Regions from separate parts of the Triticum aestivum genome. Here region 2 is linked to region 1. The links are chromatin contacts, called in public Hi-C maps. All regions are on one chromosome and are shown on one strand. Each heading gives the region's core, a stretch centred on a gene start, on an enhancer-like site or on the middle of the called end of the contact. The rest is flanking DNA. Distances are from core to core; before and after follow the strand shown. Region 1 holds the start of LOC123185983. Region 2 holds the start of LOC542793 (ubiquinol oxidase 1a, mitochondrial).

Region 1 (6,645 bases), core at 2,606-5,105:
ATATAGCAAGATGCAATTTCATTCAAGCACAGTACCAGCTTTTCAACTGCCTCTGCAATCAACTCCTGAGCTTTATCCTCTGGTACCTAAGGCAATCAGACGTGAAAACAAATCAAATATACAAACACATAATCCACTGGATCAATCTCACATGCATATCACAGTACTTACTTCCTTTGTAATGCCTGCCCCTACCGTGCAACGAAGAAACTGAAAAGATGCAAAAGAGATAAGCATGCATGTCATGAATTTTAGACTTGAAAATTATCTGTGAAGAAGAGCCCACCGCCGTTTCCATCATGGAACAGTCATGCTCCATGGCATATTTTATGCTATCTTGTAGTGATGGACACTTGTTCAGCTTATAGACTTCCTTCAAGCTATCTCTGAAACTCTCCTGTGCATTGTCGAGGAAAAAAAATACATTACCAAGCATGTACAGAGTTCATTAACACCAGGAATTAATCAGAATTACATGGATAATCAAAGAGTGTGCAGGACACTGGTTTACAGTGCTGAATGTTAACCTTCTGTTGAGTGACCCGCTTCCAAATCTCGAAATAGAGACCATCGGACCCGTTACACCAAGTAGCCTCAATGCTCATGTAGTTAAAACAATCCTGCATAGAAAGAATGGAACTGTTAGATGCAAAACACACAAAAAATACATTAGTGAGTGTGTTAGAGATCATACACGGAAGCCAATACGAGCTAAATGAGTTGTGATCTTGGAAAAGCGAGTGGCGATCTTAGTTGCTTGATAAATTCCTCTGGTGCGTATCTTGCCTACCTAATAAAGAACAAAGGAATTACCATGGTGGTGCAGCATATACAGAAACATTGCCATTCATGATCTTTTGTGTGGTCATGCACTTACAGTAAGAGGTGAAAACTTGCTCGGTAGACAATCTTTCAACCACTGTACCAAGAATAGAAAAAATGGTTTAGTCCCCGAACAAAAATCCAATCGTTGCAGGTAGCTAGTCTTGCTTGACTTGCAATGCATGTATACCTTAAGTTCCCTTAATAATGTTTCGAAGTACTCGATGTATTCATGTTGCATCTCGTAGCTATGGAGGTAACCGCGGTACACAACCCAACCAGCGTACTCATAAGCACTCTGCATCAAAATGAAGGGAAAGAGGGTGGTCAGAATGTTTTATAGAATGACAATTATAACATACTCCCTCCATTCACAAATATAAGATGTTCTAACTTTTTTCTGAATTGGATGTACATAGACACGTTTTAGTTTGTTCACTCATTTCAATCCGTATGTAGTCTATTAAAATATCCAAAACATCTTATATTTGTGAACGGAGGGAGTAACAAACTGTAAATAGCAAGGGGCGGAAAACAAAAGGGTTTGATATAGGGCTAGCAAAAACATACTATATTATTCATAAAAGTAAACAAATCTGTTGGTTCCTTTAAAATAAACTACCATTTCCAACAGGAAAAAATGCATATGACTACTATACTAAAAAATGGTGAGCCTCTATTAAGGCAATAAAGTGGAAAGAAAAATATTCTGGATTGGGGCTATGTTAAAGTAGTTGATTAGCCGGTTTTCAGAGGCCGATGATTTGATGATATACATTTTCCAGCATATAACACTATGAAATGTCCATCCAAGATGACAATTAACACTCTGTAGATGTATCATGAACTCATCAGTAACTGTGTATATTGCACTGCAATCTAGATCCTTAAATAAGTAGATAAATAAATAACTTTTCAACCCTTTCTGGAAGTAGTCCACATAATGTCTCACTTGTGTATATAGCATGGTTTCCAAATTCAGAGAAATGGACCTAACTAGCCATACTAACACAATGGAACACCTAAGGCAATTAAATGATCACAGGAACACTCGGTTATCAAATTATATACGTACATGCTTCCGAGGGACTAGACGCTGGTAGTCATTCACGCAAGCAAGCTTGCAGAGATCAGGGTCGAAGAACCAGTCTAATATGCCGTCATTGTCGAAGAAGCTAAAATATCGCATCTTCACAAGGAAATCTGTAGGAAATTCTTCTCTGTCAAGAAGCTCCATAGGGCACTCTTTCAGTTCATCACAGCACAACTCATTATTGGACTCCTTTTTTAACAACTGTAGGCAATGATATCACCACTGGATCAAATTAAATATGGATGGGAGTTTAAAGAAACCAGCATAAGTAGGATAGAACAAGTAACATAAAGTCACAAGGAACACAGATGTACAGATTGAACAACTTCTAATAGATGACTGAAAAACAGAGGCATGGATGGATCGAACCTTGTAGGATCTGATGCGATACACCGCATGGCGGAGGTCCATGTTAAAGTAATCCTCAAGGTTCAATTCAGTGTAGGTATCAACACGGGGGTCGGGAGGCAGCTGCTGCAAGTATCCATAGTATTCCTCAAACTCGATGTCCTCTCCCAAGCCCAGTTCGTTCAGCTTCTGGATTATGTCGCCCACATCTTCATCTACCTGTGTTGCGGCATATACTTGTTTCTGTTCCTGGATAGCACCAGTGTTGCCATGGTCATGAGCATCGATGGGACGACCGGTACCCGCATCGGAACAGCGGTAACTTGTTCTTGTTCTGAGTTGTGGAGATGTTCTTTTCGCTGGAAAAGATGTATTGCTTTTTGTGTGCTTCTTCTCTACAGAAAGACGCTCTTTTCGCTGGATACCATGTGTATGTGGGCAGAGCTGATCAGGGGGGCACGTCTTCTTCTCTGCACTATGCTTCTGTTGATTCGAGCCTGTATCCACCTTCTCCATTCGCCTCTGAGACATCTCTCTGGCAAGACATGCTTCAGTCTTGAAAGGCCACATATCCTGATTCTTCTCCTTTGCATTATGCTTCTGCGGATTCGAGCCTGTATCCACCTTCTCCATTCGCTTCTGAGACATCTCTCCGGCAAGACATGCTTCAGTCTTGAAAGGCCACATATCCTGATCAGAAGTGCACGTCTTCTCCATTGCATGATGCTTCTGTGGATTCGAGCCTGTATCCACCTTCTCCATTCGTTTCTGAGACATCTCTCCGGCAAGACATGCTTCAGTCTTGAAAGGCCACATATCCTGATCAGAAACGCACGTCTTCTCCATTGCACCATGCTTCCGTGGAACCGGACCTGTATCCACCTTCTCCCTTCGCTTCTGAGACATCTCTCTGGCAAGACGTGATTCAGTCTTGACAGGCCGCTGGATACCCTGTATATGATGGCGGAACTGATCAGAGGGGCACATCTTCACCTTTGCATTATGCATGTGTGGAATCAAGCCTGTATCCACCTTCTCCTTTAGCTTGTGCGACAGCGACGGCGATCTCTCCTTTCCAAGGTGCTTCCGTGACAACAGAGAGCTTGAGCGTGTGTCTGCCATCTCCTTTCCACGAAGCGACGGCAACCTGTTCAACCCCCTTTGTCGGATTCGATCAGGATGTGCTAAGGGCTCCTGCACGATGTTCTCGTCTGCAAAGACCTGCTTCGGCTGCATGGCGATCGTAGCCGCCTTGTCCTTGACGTGGTACGGCATCGCGCTCGCAGCTGCCGTGCCCTTTGAGTGGTTCGGCATCGCGCTGGTAGCCGCCTTGTCCTTTCCGTGGCACTGCTGCATCTCTCCAAACCCTAACCTACAATGGAGATGAACACACAACATCAATAATGTTACAAAAAAAACATCCAGACAAAAACAAATTGGGCTATAAGGTCACAGAGGGGTACCGGCGGTGTTATCAGTGGCGATCCGAGGCGTTCCCTCGACAGACGGCGATCCGAGGCGTTCCCTCGACAGACGGCGATCCTGGAGAGGGCGCAAACCTGGAGGCCGTGCTTTTAAGGTCGATCGGTGGGCACGGATCTTTAGGTCGGGCATGGCCCGGCACGAGAATAAAAAGGGTCGGACACGGCCTAGGTCTGGCACGCCCTTTTATTCACGGCCCAGGTCCGGCACGCCACGGCCCATATATGGCACGCGGCACCACCACGCCGCTCTTGTCTGTCGGCCCTTTTAACACTGTTTTTTCCTTCCAATCGGCGCTTCAGGAGAGCTCCTAACCGGGAGCTCCTAAACCGCGCCTTTAGCGCCGCTGACGCGTCCTTGCGCCCACGCGATGCCCACTTGGGCCTGGCCCAACAAGGCTCGGGACGCGGTGTAGCGGGAAAACAGCAAAAAATGTGGTCCTTTCAGGATTCGAACTCGCGCCAATGCCTTCCTGTACGAGCCCCCGTCTAATAATTAAACCAACTCAACTACAGTGAATGATAAAAGCGCCAACAGTATAACAGCATGCAGCCGCGCTATTTATTGCATGTGTTGTATCACTTAAATTTTCAGAATAATACAAAAAGATCGTGAAGTTGAATAAGTTCATTATTTTTTAAGAAAAGTTCACAAAATTGAAAAAAAATCATTGATTTTGAATAAAAGTCCATCAAATTTACGATAAGTTCATCAAATTTGGAAAAAAAAGTTCATCAAATTCGAAAAAGTTTATCAAACTTGAAAAGAAGTTCATTGAATTTGAAATCAAGTTGAAAAACCTTATCAATTTCTAAAAAGTTCATTGATTTTGAAAAAAAGTTCATCGATTTGAACAAAGGTTCATTGATTTTGAAAAGAAAATCATCAATTCGAAAACAATTTCATCGATTTTGAAAAAAAGTTTATCAACTTGAAAAAATCATCGATTTGAAAAAACAATCATCAATTTGAAAAAAGGTTCATCAATTTGAAAAAAAAAGTTCACAATTTTGAAAAAAAATCACACACTTAGTAGAAAAGAAGAAAGAAAGAAAGTAAAAAAATAGACCCATTTCCAAGAAAAACAAAAAAAGGAGAAAGAATAAAAGGGTGAAAAAACTCAAGGAAACACGATTAGGTGAGTTGGCCGAGTGGTTAGGGCAGCACACATGTACTAGCGAGATTGCTAGGAAACGGTTTTTTGTGTTGTAGAAACAAAAAAAAAGAATTGAAAATGGGCCGGCCCAGTGCGTCGGTAGGGGGTGTGCGCCCGATTGCGTAAACACCTAAAACGGCGTTTAGGAATTGCCGCTAGTGACTTGGGTTCACTCAGTTGTTTCTAAAAAAAGGTTCGCTCAGTTTATGGTTGACCAGCCAACGATCAATCATTTGACCGTTGAGAAAAGACAGATCAGAAAAAAGTTCGCAAAATTGAAAACTGTTCGAGAATTTGGAAAAGGTTCATTAATTTGAGCAAAGTTTGTGAATTTGCAAAAAAATCTTGAGTTTGAGAGAAGTTCACAGATTGGAAAACGTTCGCGGAATTGAAAATAGTTCACGAAACTGAGAAAATTTTGTGAGTGTCAAAAAAATTCATAAATTTAAAAAAGTTTACTGATTGAACGAAAGTTCATGAATTTGAGGAAAGTTCACGAGTTTGAAAAAAATCACAAAATTGAATATCATTCATGGATCTAAAAAAAGTTCCCATGATTGAAAAATGTTAAAAGAACAAAAACAAAAATAAACAAAAACCAGTAGTAAACCATAGGGAAAAACTCAAACCGACGCTAGTTGTAACATTACATGGGTCGACTCATTATGATAGGCACGTGACCGCCACGTACCAGCAAGGAACTAAATGGCGAATCAACCTGTGGTTGAGTTGGTTAGGTGGACAGTGATATCCCCAACCCAACAGGGTTCAAATCCTGGTGCTCGCATTAATCCTGGATTTATTTTAGGATTTCTGACGATGCGCTTTCAGTGGGAGGAGACGTTCTCGTCGACGACGAGGCGCCTACGGTGACTTCGTAAATCTCAAGATGATATGCCGGCTCAGTTTCTCGGAGGTGCTCATAGGGGTAGGGTATGCGTGTGTGCGTTTATAGAGATGAGTGTATGCGCGTGTATATGAGCGCTTGTGTTTGTACTGATGCTCAAAAAAAAGCAAGGAACTAAATGGCACGTTGAGCACCAAACGGAACCAGCTTTGATTTTGGTCTTTTTAGCAATATTTTGGCTTTGTGACGCCCGGATTCAATCATACACTGATTATGCACGCAAATGTGTACAATTAAGATCAGGGACTCACGGAAAGATATCACAACACAACTCTAGACACAAATTAAAATAATACAAGCTTCATATTATAAGTCAGAGGCCTCGAGGGCTCGAATACAGAAGCTCGGATACACAAGAGTCAGCCGAAGTAACAATATCTAAATACAAACATAAGTTAAACAAGTCTGCTTTAAGAAGACTAGCACAAAAGCAACAACAATCGAAGAGGCAAGACCTCCTGCCTAGGAGCTCCTAACTACTCCTGGCCGTCGACGGTTTCCACATAGTAGTAGGCACCCTCGGGGTAGTAGTAGTAGTCGACAGAGGTGGCATCTGGCTCCTGGAATCCGCCATTTGATTGCAGCAACCGGGTATAGGGGGAAAAGAGGTAGCAAAGCAACTATGAGTGTTCATTCAAAGTACTCGCAAACATCAGATCTATACTAAGTATGCATCAGTATCAAAGGAATGAGTTGTATATGTGGACCGAACTACAGAATGACAGAGGAGAAGGGAAAGCCTGGCGTATCGAAGACCAGCATCTTCAAGCATTTTGGAGCATGTAGAAGAGTAAAGAATAGCATTTTATAATTAACAAACATGTTGTAGTATTAACG
Region 2 (6,645 bases), core at 2,859-5,358, 220 kb before region 1:
AAGTTAGGTTTTTACTTGTGCATACGCGAAGACGAGATTTGGTGTCATATTTCTTTTAGATCAATTCAAGGTTTTAATGTCGATGACTATGGCTTTTGTGGTGTCGATCCTTGCACGTGCACGAGACTTCAACACCTCGTTGTAATTTTTATAATGTTTGAGATGCTTTGTACTTTCGGTAAACTTTTATAATCGATCAGAGGTCTTTTCATGAATAGTGAAAAAAAGAAATACACCACTCTTTTTCTCTACAACGGACGATTGACTATTTCACATTGAACAGTAAATTATGGCACTTGCGAGGATTCAGAACTAGAAAGGGTTCAGAAATGCACGTTGAGAGCATGTACAGCTGGATCCATCAAATATCACCCCTCAAACGTCTGTGAACACGTTAGGATGCGTCCGCAGACAACACTTGGTCACCCCTCAAATGTTTGCGTCCACAACCGTATCCCTCATACCAAATCCTCTAATCCATTCATTCCCATGCAAACACACGCACACACACACGCACACGCACACACACACACACACACGCACGCGCGCGCGTAGTTTCAGTAGTTCATCATACATGCCATCGGACTACCGAAAATTGGCATGTTAGAGTTATGGAGAAACTTCATTCATGCCTGCCAGTGTCCTTACCCTTCCTTGTCCTTTTTGTCCCCGTAGCGCTTGAAGATGCAATACGGGTCAAGGAAGATTTGCTCGCTCCTGAAGCTATAGGGGTTGGATGCGGCACCCTCATCCCCATCCTCCTCATCCGCACAGAGCAGCTCATAGAGGCCACAGATAGCCTAGCTTTGCTCCAGTGCGAAGGCACACGCGGCCCGGGCTTGTCGCTTCACCCAAATGCGGGCACGAGCGTCTTCGATAGCCCTGGCCTCCGAACCCTTGTGCGGGCGGGGAAGCACGACTTCGATGGCGTTCCACGCCTTGCTCCTTGCACGGCGGGCACATCGGTCCTCGGTCGCAGTCTTGCTACCGCACCTTGGGCATTGCATCCGAGGCAGTGGGGCAGTGCTTGCGTTTACCTTGGGCTAGGATTTGGACGACATCGCGAGGATGACCCACCGTAGGGGTTTTGCGACCAGCCCGGGAAAGGCCAGTGCGGAGCGCCTGTACTGCCACAAGTTCTGGAGCCTCCGCGGTTGGCCGCCTTGAGCTGCCAGCGCCCACTTGCATGGAAGCAATGTGGAGCCTCCACGGTTGGCCGCCTTGAGCTGCCAGCGCCCACTTGCATGGAAACAATGGATTCCCATCAGAAGGATTGAATGGCGGAACGCGGGGTAAATTTGGTAAATTTGTTTCCTCCTGGGATCATTGAAGAGCCAAGTGGACGAAGTTTCCGGACTCGAATCCTTTGCCCGCCATGCCGGAGATGAGCTATGATTGGATTGGAGGGGGGCAGGGAGGAAGTGGAGTGGCAAGCGGCTATGGCTCGGGGTGGGCCAGGTTATGCTGGGTCTGACATGATGGACGCGTTAGGCCTTCTAATAATTGCCCTCATAGATATGCGGGGTTTAAAGGATGCGGAACAGCCCGAATAGGATGGTTTGAAGGGTTGCGTTGATTCTGTGACTGATCAATGATCGGGTGAAAGGTTTTTGATCAGTTCGCCCCGGGAAGGCGTGGGATGCTCAGAATTCTGTCAAAAAAAAAAGTCCAACCGTCAGAAGCCCGACTATGAGGAAAGACGTCAAGCCACAAACACCTAATCTACTGCAGATCAGAAAATTCAACATTAGCAAGGAAAAGGAAGAATATTCAAATAGGGTATATGTACATAGCGAGGTAGATCAATGGTGGTCTGATAACGAAGACATTGTGGCGTACGCCAAATAGGTTCATCTTAGAGCGAAATGGTGGTTCAACAATATCCTAGATACGTAACTGACAAGCACACTGCTTATTTCTCAGTACTCGATAGTTACCAAACGAGCAACAATTGCAACATCCTATACAGCTAAAGAGCTCTCATTTCCTCTGCCTTCAAAACGAAACACTCATTTGCTTGGTGGTAGTAGCAGTAGTAGCGTTGCAAAATTCAGCAGAACACGGCCAGCCTCAGTGGTATCCGATCGGCGCCGGGGTGGCCTTCAGCTGCATACCCTGGTAGTACACGTCCTGCACGGCACAATCGACAAGACCAAATCAGCATGCATCATCAGAAGTTCAGAACCAATCCACATAAACAGATGAGCATGGACTGGCCAGGAAATGGGGTCAGGATTGACTTGCTGATCTTGTGGGATTTGGAAGGATGCGTACCGATGCGAAGTGGTTGACGTCGCGGTGGTGAGCCTCGTCGGCGCGGACCACGGTGACCACGTCCTTGAGGGTGGCGTTGGCAGGGAGGCGCCAGTAGTCGATGGCGATGGCAGGGGCGGGGACGTTGTCGATCTTGCCGTCGTCGAGGTCCTTGAGGAACTCGGTGTAGGAGTGGACGGCCTCCTCCTCGAGGTACCCGACGACGCGGTGTGCGAACTTGGGCGAGATGAGGTAGCCGAAGAAATAGGCGTTGAAGAAGACGCCCTGGACGGCGATGACGAGGGCGCGCTCGTACCACCTCGGCTGCGCCACCTCCATGAAGGTCATGAGGTGCATGCGCTCGTTCTCGGCCTCCTCCAGCAGCGCGCGGATCCAGCCGCCGCTCTGCTCGAAGCGCCGGAGGGAGCGCAGGTGCAGGAGCATGCCGCCCACCATCCCCGGCACGGCGGCAACAGTCTCCAGCATCATTGCGCGGCAGCCGTACCTCCTCTGCATCCAATTTGAAGGGTCAGCTTCAGATCATGATGAACTTCAAAATACAGAGTGGAGATCAAGATGATACAGCTTGTGCAAAAATCATGATAAACAGATGCTTTAATAAAGTAAAGTACATGGCAAAACAAATGGCATCCTCTCTGGTGCTTTAATCAATAATAAAATGTCCGATGTAGTAGCATGTCAAGGTCGCCATGTTATTTGTGTTTCCAGTTCCTAATGTTTGCTGACAGTCTATAATCTGTCGATACTTCCATCCACTGTCAGCGGATTTCTCCAGCACGCGATTATCCACAGTAATCTGATGCAGAATATAAAACACCCATCCCCACGAACGAACGATTAGGTAAAAAATACTCGGGATGACGGCTTGGGTCCGCGTTCTAAATAGCAAGTCCAAACGCCGTCTCCCCGGAAAGCAGGGGGGAACAGAATCAAAAGCGTGACAGGGACCATGCTACATCCGTCACCCACGAGGCCATGACACGCAAAGACGCAGACACCGCCGATCGTGCTGTCTTCGGCGAAACGGGTTGGACTAAAAAACACGGAACGAACCATCCGGCGGTTGTGGCGGCCGGTGAGGCGCGCGTACCTGGAAGAAGATGTCGGTGGGGAAGCGCAGGGACTTGACGGTGTAGTAGGCGATCTTGTCGAGCATCGTGTTGGGCACGTGGTGCTTGGTCAGATCGATCGACGTGTCAGCGGTGTACGTCTCCCATGGCTGCGGCGGGCAACAAAACCAACCAATCAATCACAGACGGCGGCGGCGCAGCAAGGAAATAAAATAACAGCGCCAATCGACCGCGTACGCGCTCCGATCTGGCACCCGTCGCCGGCGACGGAACCGAAACGGGAAAAGCAGAGCAGAGGAAGCAAGGGAAGAGCGTACCCTGAAGCAAGACCACTTCCACTCGGTGCCGTCCTCGCGCACCAGCTTCTTCGACTGCTCGATCCCCCAGTAGCTGCTGATGGCCACCTCCTTCTTCTCCCCGTCGCCCTTGGCCGCCTCCGCCTTGACCCCCTTGGCCGCCTCATCCTTGACCTGCGAGGCCGCGGAGGTGGACATCATCCGCACCCACGCGCCCTCACCTCCACCGAGGGCGGTCCTGGCCGCCGGGGACGCGGTGGTGGCGAAGAGGCGGCCGGCGCCGGCGCCGGCGCGGCGGAGGAGGACCGATCCGGCCATCCGGGAGCTCATCTGGGCGCCGAGGAACGCCTCCGCGAATCACAATCCGGGACGGGCCGTCGTTTGATGCTGACGCACGCTTGCCCTTGTTGCTGCGGTGGGTGGTTGGGGTGGGGTTGGGGGGTTGCGGGTTGCGAATGGAAGGGTCTTTTGGCCGAGGGATTTTATATCGGGAAGGAGGAGCGATGGCGGAGGCGGCGAGGGCAGGGGTGGGGCCGCGGCGTCAGTGGCGGGGGGGCCGTGCCTGCCTCCCGGGGATCCCAGAAACTGAGGAGGCCTTTTCTTCTCCTCCAAGTCGATCGATCGCATTAATTTTGGTCGTTGCGATTTTCTTCCCCCCCTTTTTCCCCCCTTCCGCGTGGAGACGGCCTGTGACCACTGGCATCCAACGAGAGGCTCACGTGTTCGCGGCTTTGCGACCGGACTGGCGTGCGTGTGATGCCTAGGCGGGACACGAATTACGCCTCGTGGTTAGCCATGTAAGCACTCGTTTTAACTTCAATTTAATTTAATTTTAAAGTTTGTTTATTTTGCGGGCATTTTTTTATATTGTACGTATTTTTTTAGGCCAGTGGCTGCTAAGGGATTACTTTACTTTAAGCTTGCAAAAGTGAACGTATTCAATTTGTGACGGTGTGCCTCCACTCATGGAGTTTGGTTAGTGGTAGAATATAATATGTGAGACAGTGTCATGCACAATGAACGACGATTTTTTTTGAAAAAACTAATTGTTATTTTTTTAAACCGGGAAAGGGATCATCGAAGCCTGGCTGTACAATCAGGTTCTGAAGTAGTTCTCGTAGGAGAGGAATATTCTGTTTAGCACCCTTTCACACTTGGCGGGTACGTGCAGCCGTTTATCTTTATCACGGTTGGCAAATATCTGGCGAAAAGGAAACAAAGCGAAATGAGAGATGTGTTCCGGCAGATGCCCATCCATCCATCCCAATATTTACTTGTGGACCAAGAAAGAACCCGTCAAACGGGGCAACCGCTATTAATAGATCCATATAATCTCTAACAGCTAACACAGCACCGGAACGTGACCAAATACGGCCCTCCTGTCCTGCGTGAGCTAACTACTGTAGCAGCTAGAAGCATCTGGGATCTTGCTTTGCTTGGGAATAGCAATCATCTTTGGTGGCCTTGTGCTTGCCATGCTTGTGTTTCTTCTAAGATTGTAACACACTTGTGCCATCAGTTGGATGTGTTGGCTCTTGCTTCCTTTTTGTTCTCTCGGTTATTTTCACCGTGGTTTGACTCGTTCGACCATGCTAGCCAGTTTGTGATTGGCAAAATGGAAAATGCATAGTGAAATTTTGGATTTTGTTTGATTGTGAAATTTGAGATGCACGGTACAAATCCCGTGATTACAAAATTGTGACTATTTGATCATCGGCGCCCCGCTTCGAGGTTTCCATCTCAAACTCAACCAATGCCAACCCATCACATCACGCTCTGGTCTCCTCTCCGGCGAGCGACCAACCTACCTTCAAGACGACGACGACAACGAGAAAGCTTCCTCATCGGAGACCTTCAGGAAGTACGGGCTTCGCATGTTAGGCCTTGGCTCTTGGGGGTGATTTCAACATAATTACATCCACCGCTGGTAAGAACAACCACTGCATGAATTGTTGTGTCAGGCATTGCTTCCGGTTGTTCATCGTGGATGAGGAACTTCGTGACCTCTGTCTTCATGGGCGCCGCTATACTTGGCCGAACGAGCGCGATCATCCACGCTCTTTCGGAACGATCGCGTTCTCTTCGCATCCTATTGGGAAGTCCTCACCTGCATTTTGCCCGATGTGCTGTCGCTCCTCTGGTGCATCGGATAACTGCCCGCTCTTTTGTGGATTGAACGGCTCGCTTCCACTTTGAGCACTTCTGGCCGCAGCTCGAGGGCTTCCTAGAAGCCATCTTCAAAGCATGGCAATCGGTGACCCCGTACCCCGACCATTTCCGCCACCTCTATTCGCGTCTTCTGGCCACTCCTCGCCCACTCCAGAGCTGGAGCGCCTGCACCATCGACAACGTCACCCTTCATCTAAAGGCCGCCCGTAAGGTTATCGCTTGCTTCGGCGCCGTGCAAGACCTTCGGCTGCTCTCTGCCTTTGAAATCTGGCTCAGCCGCAAGCACAAGGTTGTGTACCTTGGGCTGGCACGCCTCGACCGATCCATTACCTTCCTTCATTTCTTTTGGCTCATGAATGGAAAGATTACCTCTCGCCTGCCATCATTTGCATGCCTCGCACAGGATACAAAAGAACCACATATTCTCTCTCAAGGTGGGGGATGCTTTCGTCTCGAAACTGGATGATCTGGCAGGGCTGCATATGACCACCTCACCAACATCCGTAGCACCGTCGACGTGCATGATTTCACCATTAATCTGGCCAAGATCCATCATGTTACGTTCGATCTTTCCAAACTAGGCACCCCTTTTCTAAGGATGAGATCTGGGTGGCAGTGAAGTCTCTTCCTGCCGGCAAGGTGCCCGACCCCAATGGATTCTTGGCAGTTGTTGGACCATGATCAAGGCCAATGTCTGTGCGTCCTTTGATAAGCTATACACTCTAAACGGGAGGGGTTTCCAGAAGCTCAATGAGGCTGTCATTACTTTGCTGCCCAAGAAGCCGCATCCTGAGTCCCTTCATGATTTTTGGCCGAACCTCTTTGCCAAGCTTTCG

What was found. Hi-C and Micro-C count contacts between places; a contact is called where the count stands out from the background.
Region 2: a Hi-C map of leaf shows a contact between it and region 1, with 4 times the contacts expected there. The contact joins the promoter of LOC542793 here to the promoter of LOC123185983 in region 1. A contact is called at or near these places in 3 of 5 Hi-C or Micro-C datasets (all in leaf).

Annotation. Positions count from the first base shown.
Region 1 is chr2A:694,038,322-694,044,966 of IWGSC CS RefSeq v2.1, reverse strand. LOC123185983 reads right to left here and starts at 3,855. Exons shown (of 16, transcript XM_044597786.1): 1 at 3,727-3,855; 2 at 3,296-3,635; 3 at 2,285-3,214; 4 at 1,898-2,116; 5 at 1,013-1,120; 6 at 878-919; 7 at 695-790; 8 at 528-620; 9 at 287-397; 10 at 172-210; 11 at 36-86. The coding sequence starts at 3,619.
Region 2 is chr2A:694,254,782-694,261,426 of IWGSC CS RefSeq v2.1, reverse strand. LOC542793 (ubiquinol oxidase 1a, mitochondrial) reads right to left here and starts at 4,108. Exons shown (of 4, transcript XM_044602916.1): 1 at 3,662-4,108; 2 at 3,365-3,493; 3 at 2,275-2,763; 4 at 1,741-2,130. The coding sequence starts at 3,970. The coding sequence ends at 2,071.